2 separate regions of the Sus scrofa genome follow, and region 1 is linked to region 2. A link is a contact called in public HiChIP or PLAC-seq data. All regions are on one chromosome and are shown on one strand. The core of a region is the stretch at or near the end of the contact, and the rest is flanking DNA. Distances in the headings are between cores, read along the strand shown.

Region 1 (6,153 bases), core at 1,703-4,202, 190 kb before region 2:
AAAGCAAAAAAAAAAAAAAAAAAAAAAGGTAGGTTGCAAAATAAGGGAGGAAACCAGGAGGTTAATCAAGTAATCAGCCGGATAAGAAGTTACAGCAGCTGGGCTATGATGATTATATAGATGATTACAGATCTTTGTTTGCTTGTGTACACAATTCTAATAATAGTTATGTGATATTTTTAATACAAGGCCATGTGAAAGCAATCCCCAGATAGACCCGTTATACGGCGTGCCACCTGAGAATCATACCAAAAGGATTCCTGGTAAGAAACACAGGTCTGACTGAATAATGATTTCTATATTATGGATGCTGTGCCTGTACTCTCTAGGTTTTTAGGTTTCCACATCAGGCCAGAAAATTTAAAACACACACAACATTTCCAAGCATATGACATGCATCTTTTAAAGGGGAATTTCTTAACCAGCAGGACTCATTAATCAGGGTCTCCTTGTTGGCCTGAACGCAGAGTTCCATCCTTGGAGACTCTGATTCTAACAGCCCTGAGTGGGGCCTCTGAATGTGTAATCAGGGAATGATTCTCAAGTCAACCTCATGCACACTCTTGGTTATGAATCAGAGCAGAAACAACCTAAAAACTGGAAAACAAGAGTATCTCCATAGAAGAGTCAGCAGATTTAGGATTTAGTTTCAGTTCTGTCATTTATTGAACACATCTTCTTAGACAAATTCATATAATCTCTGAGGATAAGTTTTCTCAGCTATAAAACAGTAGTAACAGTACCTACTCTTTCTTGGGCATGGGTTCAAAGGAGCTGTCTTAGTTACCGATCACTGTGGAACAAGCTACTCCAGAACCTTGTGCCTTCAAGTGACAAACATGTTATTATCTCATGATGTCTTTTTTAAATTATTTTTGTCTTTTTTTTTTTTTTCTTGACTTTTCTAGGGCCGCTCCTATGGCATATGGAGGTTCCCAGGCTAGGGGTCTAATTGGAGCTGTAGCCACCGGCCTACGCCACAGCCACAGCAACGCTAGATATAAGCTGTATCTGCGACCTACACCACAGCTCACGGCAACACCGGATCCTTAACCCACTGACTGAGGCCAGGGATGGAACCTGCAACCTCATGGTTCCTAGTCAGATTCGTTAACCACTGAGCCACGATGGGAACTCCTCATGCTATCTTTTGGTCAGGGATCCAAGTGTACCTTAGCTGGGTGCCTCTAGCTCCAAGTCTCTCACCAGGTAACATTTGAAGTGTTAGCTATGGTTGTGGCCTCACATATAAAAGTTCAACTTGGGGGATCCACTTCCAAGGTCACTGCCATTGCTGTTGCCAAGCCTCTGGTCCTTACTGGCTGCTGCCTAGAAATGTCAGCCACTTGACTCAAGGGACTGTCCACCTTATGCTAAGTGAAGTTAGTCAGACAGTGAGACACAAATGTCATATTCACTTATATGTGGAATCTGAAAAAAGGATGCAATGAAACTTCTTTGCAGAACAGAAACTAACTCACAGACTTCGAAAAACTTATGGTTACTAAAGGAGACAGGTTTCATGTGGGGAAGGGTGGCGGGGGGTTTGGGATGGAAATTTTGTAAAAACATGGGTTGTGACAATGGTTGTACAACTATAAATGTAATACAATCCATTGAGTTGGGGGAAAAAAAGGGACCCTCCACAGAGCAGCTTACAACATGACAGCTGGCTTCCCTCAGAGCCAGCCAGGGATACAGTAAGAGATTTCTACTTCTTTCTTTCGGTAACATGGTCTCAGAAGTCACATTCCAATTCCTTGTCACAATCTATTCACGAGAAGCAAATCTGTAGGTCCAGCCCACACTCAGGGAAAGGGGGTTATACATGGGAATAAATACCAGGAACCATCACTGGGCATCACTGGAACCATCACAGGAGGTAAAGTGTGATGTTCTGAGGAATTAAAGATGTTCTAAATGGAAAAAAAAAATTCAGGCAGAATTTGAGTTAGAGAAATCTACTTTGGGAATTCCCTGGTGGCTCAGCGGGTTAAGGATCCAGTTTTGTCATTGCAGTGGCTCTGGCTATAGCTGCGGCACGGGTTCAATCCCTGGCCCTGGAACTTCTGCATGCAGAGGGTGTGGGCAAAAAAGAAAATCTGTTTTATGGATAACATTCTGAGAATTTGCTAAGAAGCGTCATCACCTCCTCCCTACACCGCAGATGTGTCACACTATGGCAGTATGTGACCATTTTCTTTAGTCTGACGCATCTGTGAACTTGCTAGTCAAAAAAGGAAGAAAAGGAGAGTGAACAAACAAGGGACCTCATGACCTATGAAATAACACTCTGTGACAATTCACACTTTCATATTCATCGTGGGAAGCAGTACTGCAATGGCTATAAGGAGATGGGATAAACAACAACAATTTTAGAAGCTTGGTAAAATTGTTTCCTAGATTATTTTTTTCCTACCAAGCTGTTATCAGATCCAAATGGTGATATGCCTTAATGGAAATTTACACAATCAATGTGGCAGTTTTAAAACATGGCTCCAGGATTCTTTTTTTTTTTTTTTTTTAATGACCACACTCATTGCTTCAGGACAATTTTTTTTTCTTTCTTTTTAGAGCCACACCTGCGGCATATGGAAGTTCCCTTGCTAGGGATCGAATTGGAGCTGCAGCTACAGGCCTACATCACAGCCACAGCACTGTGGGATCCAAGCTATGTCTGTGACCTACACCACCGCTCATGGGAACACTGGATCCTTAATCCACCGAGAGAGGCCAGGAATCGAACCCACCTCCTCCTGAATACCAGTCGGGTTCCTAACCCACTGAGCCACAAGGGCAACTCTAGACTCTGGCATTCTTGACACTCTTTCCATCTAGAACTGGGGTCTGTGTCCCCTCTCCTTGACTCTGGGTGAGGGTTTGTAACTGCTGTGACTGACAGAGCCACTTCTGAAGCTAAGTTAAGAGGAACCAGGGAGTTTCTCTTTCCTCTTAACTCACCCACTCTTGGAAACCAACCACCATCCCATGAGGAAGCTCAAACGAGCCCACATGGAGAGAACCCACATAGGGCCTCAAGTTGATGAAGGGAGGGGTATGTGGCTGGTTCCCCAACTGCTCCAGCTTCTGATGGTTTCTGCTCCAGCCACTATCTGTCTACAGCCATATTTCTGAAACCATATGAGAGACCTGTAAGTCCAGAACTGCTCGGCCCACTCTTTACTGAATGTATTACCCCGAAACCATGACTGATAATTATAAAATACGACTGCCGTGGACTTCACCCAGAGTTTTGCGATGGTTACATAACATGAGATAACTTCAACAGCCAGGAAGTAATCACATACTGACAATAAAGTCATGTATAAATAAAATGGTAACATAAAAGAGGGCTATATTATATTAAAACATTTTCAAAACATTTAAGACTGTTAGACCACAGATGTGAACCACTGCCTCCAGAAAAGTCTTTGGCAAAAACTACTACAATAGGGAAACATTTACTGCTAGGGTGGATTTGCCTAAAAGCAATCTTGTGTTAATAGGAAAGGAACCATTACAAATCACAGAAATTGGAAACAGAGCACTTCTATTCCTATTATATGTTTCAGACCAACAACTGATTAGCAAATGTGGTCAGAGAACCACCGCCTTCTCTCGTCCTATCAAGTATCATAATACCACTTGGTATTACACCTGCTGCGCAAGTATTACTCATTCCCTTCAACCTGCCCCCAACGCCCTACAGATGCAGCTCACTCTGTCAGCCTCACTGTCCTTTTCATTTAAGTATCATGCACATCAGGACACCTTTGAATTCCTTTTTTTCTCCTCTGCACCATTTATCTATATCTGCCTCTCCTTCCTTTCCTCTCTTCTTTCTCATCTTCCAGAAAAATCATTTCATCCACATTTTCAAAGCACCATCCCCTCCACCCATTTCCTCTTGTCTACTAATCCAGCAAACATGCTTTCTTTTATTTTTGGTGTCCTCTACCTTACAAACATCCTGGTCATTATTTTTAAAATATTTATGACACACAATCAAATTTATAAATCTCAACTTAAAAAAAAAACACCTTTAGGAGTTCCTGTTGTGGCTCAGCAGTAACAAACTCGACTAGTATCCTTGAGGACATGGGTTCGATCCCTGGTCCTACAAGGTGGGTTAAGGATCTGGTGTTGGCATGGGCTGTGGTGTAGGTCGCAGATGCAGCTCAGATCCTGGGTTGCTGTGGCTGTGGTGTAGGCCGGGAGCTACAGCTCCAATTCAACCCCTAGCCTGGGAACTTCCATATGCCACATGTGTAGCCCTAAAAAGAGAAAAAGAAAAACAAAACAAAACACCTTTAAGGTGACATCTGACCCTCTTTACTCAGCCACTTCTCAAGGAGGCTGTCTATACTCAGGGTTTCCATTTTTTTTACTACACACTTACTCTTTAAACCCATTGTAATCTGACTTTAAATATCCAACACCTTTGGAACTATTCTCTCAGAAGTTTCTCAGCACGACCTTCCACTGACTTCACTGTAGTATTTGGGGCAGTTGATCAAGCTTTCCGTCTTGAAATTCTTCTACTTTCTTTTTTGACTTTAAAAAAGCACCCCCTGTCTCTCTTTGAACTCTAGATATTCCTACTCTGTTCTCTTCTCTAAAGTACGGTCTACTCTCTCCAAGACAGAAACATTTCCCACCTTCTCTTATCTACACCAACATTTCTGATGAACTAAATCAGGAAGCCCAAATCTCTTGCTCCAAAAAAATTCCAACTTGAAACACGCAACCGGTATACTTCAAACTCTCTTGCAGATTTGCTCAATCAGATCTCTAAATATTAACCTATATAGGAATTTAATGTTCCACATGAATCAAGGACTTCTCTTATAAGAAAATGTGTTCTATATTGTTGGTCAAAGTAACAAGAGTAGTAGAAATCCCCTTGCTTCAGTAGGAAGAATGATCCTTAGTTCATCAAATCCAGGCTTGAGAACTCTGATTTAAACTTTTCTTTCTTTTTTTTTATTTTTTATTTTATGGTTGAACCCATGGCATATGGAAGTTCTTGGGCCAGGGACTGAATCCAAGCCACAACTGCAGCAACGGCAGATCCTTTAATCCACTATGCCAGGCCAGGGATTGAACCCATGCCTCTGCAGTGACCTGAGCCACTGCCGTCAGGAGAACTATGATTTTAATACACTTATCTTCAAGCACAAACAAGCTGCTATTCTCTCCACCTAAATGCTCTGACCCCTGGTATCTGCATGTCCTGTGCCTTGACTAACATCATTCAATGCACAAGCGTCATGATCCTTCTGAGAAAGAGCTCCCCAGAACGACATATGAAATGTAGCATCTCTCATGCAGCACTCAAGAGACACATTATATATTTATTGGCTCACTGCTCATCTTTCCTCAAAGAAAAACAGGTTCCAAGAGAGCAGGGACTTTGTTTTGTGCACTGCTGTCTCCCCAGAACATGGAAGAGCATTTAGCCCATAGTAACCACATAATAAATATTTGTTGAAAAATGAATAACTTAACAAGGAAGTGAATGATTGAATGAAAATGTCCTCCCATTTATAGAAAGTCTGTAACATTATAAAGTAAATGTAAGAACCTTTAAGTAATATATTTTTGGTAATATATTTTTACCATGTGGACCAACTGAAATCTCTGGGTAACAGCCAGCTAATCTTCAAATAACAGCTTTTTTTGCAAAAAGTAATGTGATTAGCTATTTTATCCTGGAGTATTCCACTGTCCTTGTTTTTTTCTCAAGACAAATGACCTTAAAGAAGTTTGTTTTGTTTTGTTTTCTTGTTAGGGCCTCACCTAAGGCATATGGAAGTTCCCAGGCTAGGCGTTGAATCGGAGCTGCAGCTGCTGGTAACAGCCACAGCCTCGGCCACTCAGGATCCAAGCTGTGTCTACAACCTGCACTACCAGAGCTCATAGAAACACTGTATCCCCGACCCACTGAGTGAAGCCAGGGATCACACCTGCATCCTCACGGATACTAGTCAGATTCGTTTCTGCTGCGCCATAATGGGAACTGCCGACCTTAAAGAAATTTGCTACCAAAATTTCTATTAGCTTATTAGCACAGAACTTTCTTTATAAGACTATCTATCTAATGTCTCCATATGTGAATCACTCCATTTTTATTTCTCTAACACCTTCATTTTC
Region 2 (5,255 bases), core at 1,334-3,833:
AAAAATCTTGAAGAAATGTCTTCTCTTTCTCTAAAGGATACAAATTGCTTAGAGTGATTCTATGAACTCAGAGGGCCCACAGCAATTCAAAGGAAGACAGTTCCCTATATGTTTATGTCTATGAAAAAAAAAAAATGTTTTAAATCACACTCACCAGAGAAAAGAAAACCATGAACTGCCCTTATTAAACATGAGTTATCTAAAACAGGCTTTTAATTCACAGGGATGTGTCAATGTGTATATTCATGTGCATATATACAGAAAGGGCTGTATCTTGGAAGTATCAGCACTGAGAAAAGCTTCTGAGATATCCTCTGGGTCACGTGTGCATAATAAGTCATTTCAGTTACTTTCTCGTAAACAAAGAAAAATAAACATTCTTCATAAGAAAGGTCTGTAGGTTCGAAAATCTCGGCTCTTGACTGTCCTCTCAGATTTGCTTTCACACTATACTACATCTCTGAAATGCAAAAGGCCTCCAATGACACATAAAGCTTCCACTAACTACTCCAGGCAGAGACCAAGGCAATACATCACCATACTTAAGGATTTGCCTAGATGCTTTATGAAGCCCCAAAGCAATACACAGGTTTATCAAATCACTAAAATAATATACTCATATATTTTTCTAGTCCTATTTTTGCTCCAACTATAGCAATATGTATAATAACACAGCAGCAAATGAAGAACTGGGGTAACAAATTATGTGCATCTATACACACGAAAAATTATTGACCATTTGCGCTTGGGGCTTTTAAGATTTTTCTTTACCCAAAACATTATAGATTGATAAAAGTTTTACTTAAAGAAGTAAGGCAAGAATTCCTGTTAAACTCTGCAGGTTAATACCAGGAATTTTTCCATCTCACGCATAAAATTCAAAGTTGACAGAAAACAGTCTTAACAAACCAAGTTTATTATCCCTAATTTGCTCATATTTTTATGACTTTAATGGTTTAGGTAAATCTGAAATTATAACAGCACAGGCTTGTCGATATGTTCAATAATCTACCACTGAGGTAAAAATCTTCTGGAAATTTAAGAAGTATCTGGAAATATAGTTTTTCAAGCTGTAGCTGAGCTACCAGAGATCTCCGATTCTGAAAACTTTCAAGTATGCATTTGAAAACAAAATTGTATGATAAGCAGCTGTTTTCCTGTTTTTCCATTTTCAGTTTCATTTAGCTCCCCGATAGAGCAACACATTAAAAGTATTTTCTTTCACATGAATTATTCCACTGTGTACAGTATCAAAAAGTTCTGCAATATTAATCACCTTAAAATTAGCAGGATGTCTAGTATTGGTTAATCTATGTTTCCAGCAGTTAACTGGTCATGGGTGAATCCTTCTAGGCCAGTTTTCTAACACACTCATGATTCTGTTAGAGAGGACTGCAAGGGTTAGGCTAAGAAAGGAAATTTGAGCAGGAATTGGGGTACTGATTTGTGTGGCTCAGGGCCCATCAAGTACAAACCACTTAAGGTTAAGTCTTAATCTCTGTGATCCTGCCTCTAGGAAGTGGTACATCCTAGTGTTGCAGGATGTATTGTAGAGTCAGATGGACTTGGATTTGAATCTACCTGGTAATCAATTCCGTGGGTTTTCAACCTGCTGGTTAGAATGGGTATATAGTGGGAGTTATTATCCCTATAACACCATCAACCATCTGGACTATTCCAAACGTATTAACGTAACAGGGGCAAAGAGAAGGACCGATTCCAGATCCAAATCAACCCTGGAAGTCTCTGAGAAAGGAGAAACATTTAGCTGTTTCCCACAGGCTCTCAATGTTTTAAATACAATTAAAGGCCTTTAGAAAGCAATGTAATAAAAAAAACTATTTATTAAATGCCTATTACACATTTAGGCTTTTTAAAATACCACCCAGGTCATCTTAAATAAACAACCCCAACCAATTCACTGCTTATCATGGAAACTGCTTCAAATTTCCAAAAAAAAAAAAAGCCCCAACAGAAAAATTAGTCCTGGTCTTCATCAGGAAGATTTTATAATTGTAGGTTCTTCTGTGAAACCAAGTTGTTATCATTAAAACTGACCCCTGCTGCTGGTTCTTGCCCACACTAGCCTTAAACTTTAAAACAGAAGGAAGACATATCAGTTCACGGATGAGAGAACCACTGCCAAGTTCTTGATTACTTCCTTTAATTCTTTTTCTTGGGCCCTGTTCAAACTGTTAGAGCCTTCAAAAAGTGCTATTATCAACCCAATTCTTATGAGTATACGCAGGAACTTGACTGAGATGGCATGTGTCCAAAAAATATCAACAACCTACACTAAAATTTCCCTTCACTTTTTACTTGGAAACTGTTTCCACAGTAAACTATAGGGTACATTTTTTCTCCACATATGGTATGAATTTTCTTTTTTGAAAAATTACAATAGGAATTATTTGATGGGTCTTGTGAAGAGTTCCACCACATTCCAAAATGTCAAAAGAAAATGAGAAATAGAGAAACACTGAAATGACGTTATCTTTTTGGCATGTCCCTCCAAGATCAGTTATAATCTGTGGTGAGAGCTGCATTTTCAAGATGTGATTCAATGCCAACTCTCAGTGATGACTCAACAGGACATGCACTCCAGGCCTAACTCTCATCTTGGTAGTTCAAACTACCTACTGAACTCTCTAGGACACAGTTTTGTTCTTTTGTAAAATGAAGGAACCAGATGACATACTCAGTAAAGTTCTTCTCAGCTTTAAAATCCTATGATTTGGTGAATTCTACTGGAAAAATGGCTATCATCTCACATTCAGCATATGTAACATTGATACAATCCCCCTGGCCAAAAAACCATGGCCAACTCTGACTTTCTGTTTCCATAAATGGTTCTATCAACTTCAAACTCACTCTTGCTTATTAAGACATTCAAATCGTTCTTAGTTCCTCATTGATCCCCCTCAGCTGGACACATTCTTCCTTTTCAGTGTCTTGTTCTATCTCCCCTTTCTCCGGCTTCCTGGCATTCTCTTACATGGTTCTCTTGGTTTCTTCCTACGTACCCCAGAAGCCCAGGCCATATTAATGACCCAGGGTCAACAAAGAACCACAGAGTAACATAATGGAGTAACAAAAAAATTTTCTTTTGAAACAAAATAGAAGTCCTAGGAACTAAGACTTTGTCCAGGACAATACTGAAATTATCTTTTAGTAGATTATCAGTGAACACAAGAACAGCTAGAGTTTTCACCAGAAAACATTTAAGAACCATCCACATACCCCACTGTGAAGAGACTTAATTTCCTAAATGGAGGTCAAAATGGTAATGTTGAGAAAGGGGGGAAAAGGGGATATTTCCCACCTTAGCCACCCATCCTAGCAGGTGTGCCTTTCTCTGTTCATTTCTCTTTATATGAAGCCTACCTATCTACTCTGTTCTGAATGTTTGTGTTTCCTTCACCCTCAAGAAATTCATGTTGTGATCTTAATCCCCAAAGGGGATGGTACTAGTAGGTGGGGCCTTTGGGAGGTGATTAGGTCATGAGGGTGCTGCCCTCATGAATGGAATTAATGCTCTTTAAAAAAAGAGATCCTGGAGTTCCTGTTGTGGCTCAGTGGTTAACGAATCCGACTAGGAACCATGAGGTTGCGGGTTTGATCCCTGGCCTTGCTCAGTGGGTTAAGGATCCGGCATTGCCGTGAGCTGTGGTGTAGGTAGCAGGTGTGGCTCAGATCCCGCGTTGCTGTGACTACAGCTCCAATTCAACCCCTAGCCTGGGAACCTCCATATGCCATGAGAGATGAGAGCAGCCCTAGAAATGGCAAAAAGGCCAAAAAAAAAAAGAGAGAGAGAGAGATCCCACAGAGCTCTCTAGCCAATGCCACCACATGAGGATACAATGAGAAGTCTTCAATCTGGAAGAAGGTCTTCACTCAACTACCCTGCCAGCCCGATCTTGGATTCCCAGCCTCCAGAAATGTGAGCACTAAATTCCGCTGTTTACAAGTTTCTCTATTTTGTTAACAGCAGCCCGAACCAACTGAGGTGCTATCATTTAAGCTCAGCTGACATTTTATCTCTTCCATGGCCACACCAGAGATGTCTTTCTTTTCTAATTAAAAAACTACTTGGCCCTTTTTATTACTGTTAAATTCCACTGAAACACTACCTGGACTCTTGGTTAGTTGCATTTTGGTGGAAGCAGGGAAAGAGCTGGGCCATGACTAGTCAATGCTGGCTTCATACCACAACCCTCAGAATATAAAGGGCCCAGAGTTTGTCAATGGTTTACAGCTGAACACAACTGACCACACCATAAAGTATAATGTAGTAAGTGCTAAAAGATAACTACATAAAGCAAACAACAACGAAACAAGCAAGCACAAAGAGCACAAAAGGAAAGTGATTATTTTTGTAAAAGCCAAAAAGGTTTCGGGGAAGAGACAGGATTTTAACAAGATCTTAAAAGACGGCCAAAGCAGAGCTGGAGAGGGTTGGGAGAACTCAGGCTTGAGAAGGGCAAGGAATATTCCTTTCTCTAAGATACAGCTTCTCTGGCTGCTTCTCCACTATGGAGTCACACTAGATCAACCTATCGGTTACCATTTGCAATCAGTTTATGGCATGCCTAAGTTATACCATGATTTTTTGCTTCTGCTGGGTTATTTTATCTCACTGAACAAACAGCGTGTTGTGATTAAAGCTATTTGTCAAAAACTGACAGCAATGATACATGGCTTTAACGGTTCTTCAGCGCAACCTTAGAGGATATCTTTTTCCTTCTTCAAAGTGGTTAGGGCAGGTCAGTTCAGCACATAGAGGCTGCTCCTACTCCTTGTCCTCTGTTTTCCTGGAATAATGAAGCCTCTAACATCACTGATGTCAACATTGTTAACTAGAAGACAATTTCTGACAACAGAATAGGAACGAATTTTTTTTTTTTTAATAAGTTCTGATGTAGAATGTGGTCCATGTTTCTTGCAATGACAGGACAGGCTGGGTAAGACCAACAAGAGACCCTCAAAATCTTCCTTTCTGACTGTCACTAGAACATAACTCTGGTGTCACCTCTTTCATCATCAGTTTAAAGGCTCTTTGACTTAAAAACAGCTTCCCTCCTACTCTTTCCCCTCTATAGACATTTGTAATTAGATACTATAATTCCACTGATAACATGTTTATCTTTCTCCAGTCATCAATTTTAAGATCTCTGAAAATAGGAGGTTATGTTCAACAAAATAAGTCTTATTTCAGATAAAAGCAACATAGTTTAGAGAAGTTGGAATAAAGAGGA

The links. HiChIP or PLAC-seq counts read pairs in DNA pulled down with a chosen protein or histone mark.
Region 1: a contact with region 2 is called in an H3K27ac HiChIP or PLAC-seq map of alveolar macrophages. The contact joins two enhancer-like sites. A contact is called at or near these places in 1 of 47 Hi-C or Micro-C datasets (embryonic fibroblasts) and 1 of 2 datasets of contacts at active chromatin or transcription factors (alveolar macrophages).

Annotation. Positions count from the first base shown.
Region 1 is chr9:71,081,925-71,088,077 of Sscrofa11.1, reverse strand. All of the region lies in intron 10 of CDK14 (cyclin-dependent kinase 14), which reads right to left. Among named protein-coding and RNA genes, the nearest start is that of FZD1, 260 kb to the left of the region's middle. Within about 2 kb of position 2,952, at least 1 of the 83 cell types and tissues checked has an H3K27ac peak or open chromatin away from gene starts, as enhancers often do. A contact at or near this core is called in alveolar macrophages, where this site is marked.
Region 2 is chr9:70,896,174-70,901,428 of Sscrofa11.1, reverse strand. All of the region lies in intron 5 of CDK14 (cyclin-dependent kinase 14), which reads right to left. Among named protein-coding and RNA genes, the nearest start is that of CDK14, 220 kb to the right of the region's middle. Within about 2 kb of position 2,583, at least 20 of the 83 cell types and tissues checked have an H3K27ac peak or open chromatin away from gene starts, as enhancers often do. A contact at or near this core is called in alveolar macrophages, where this site is marked.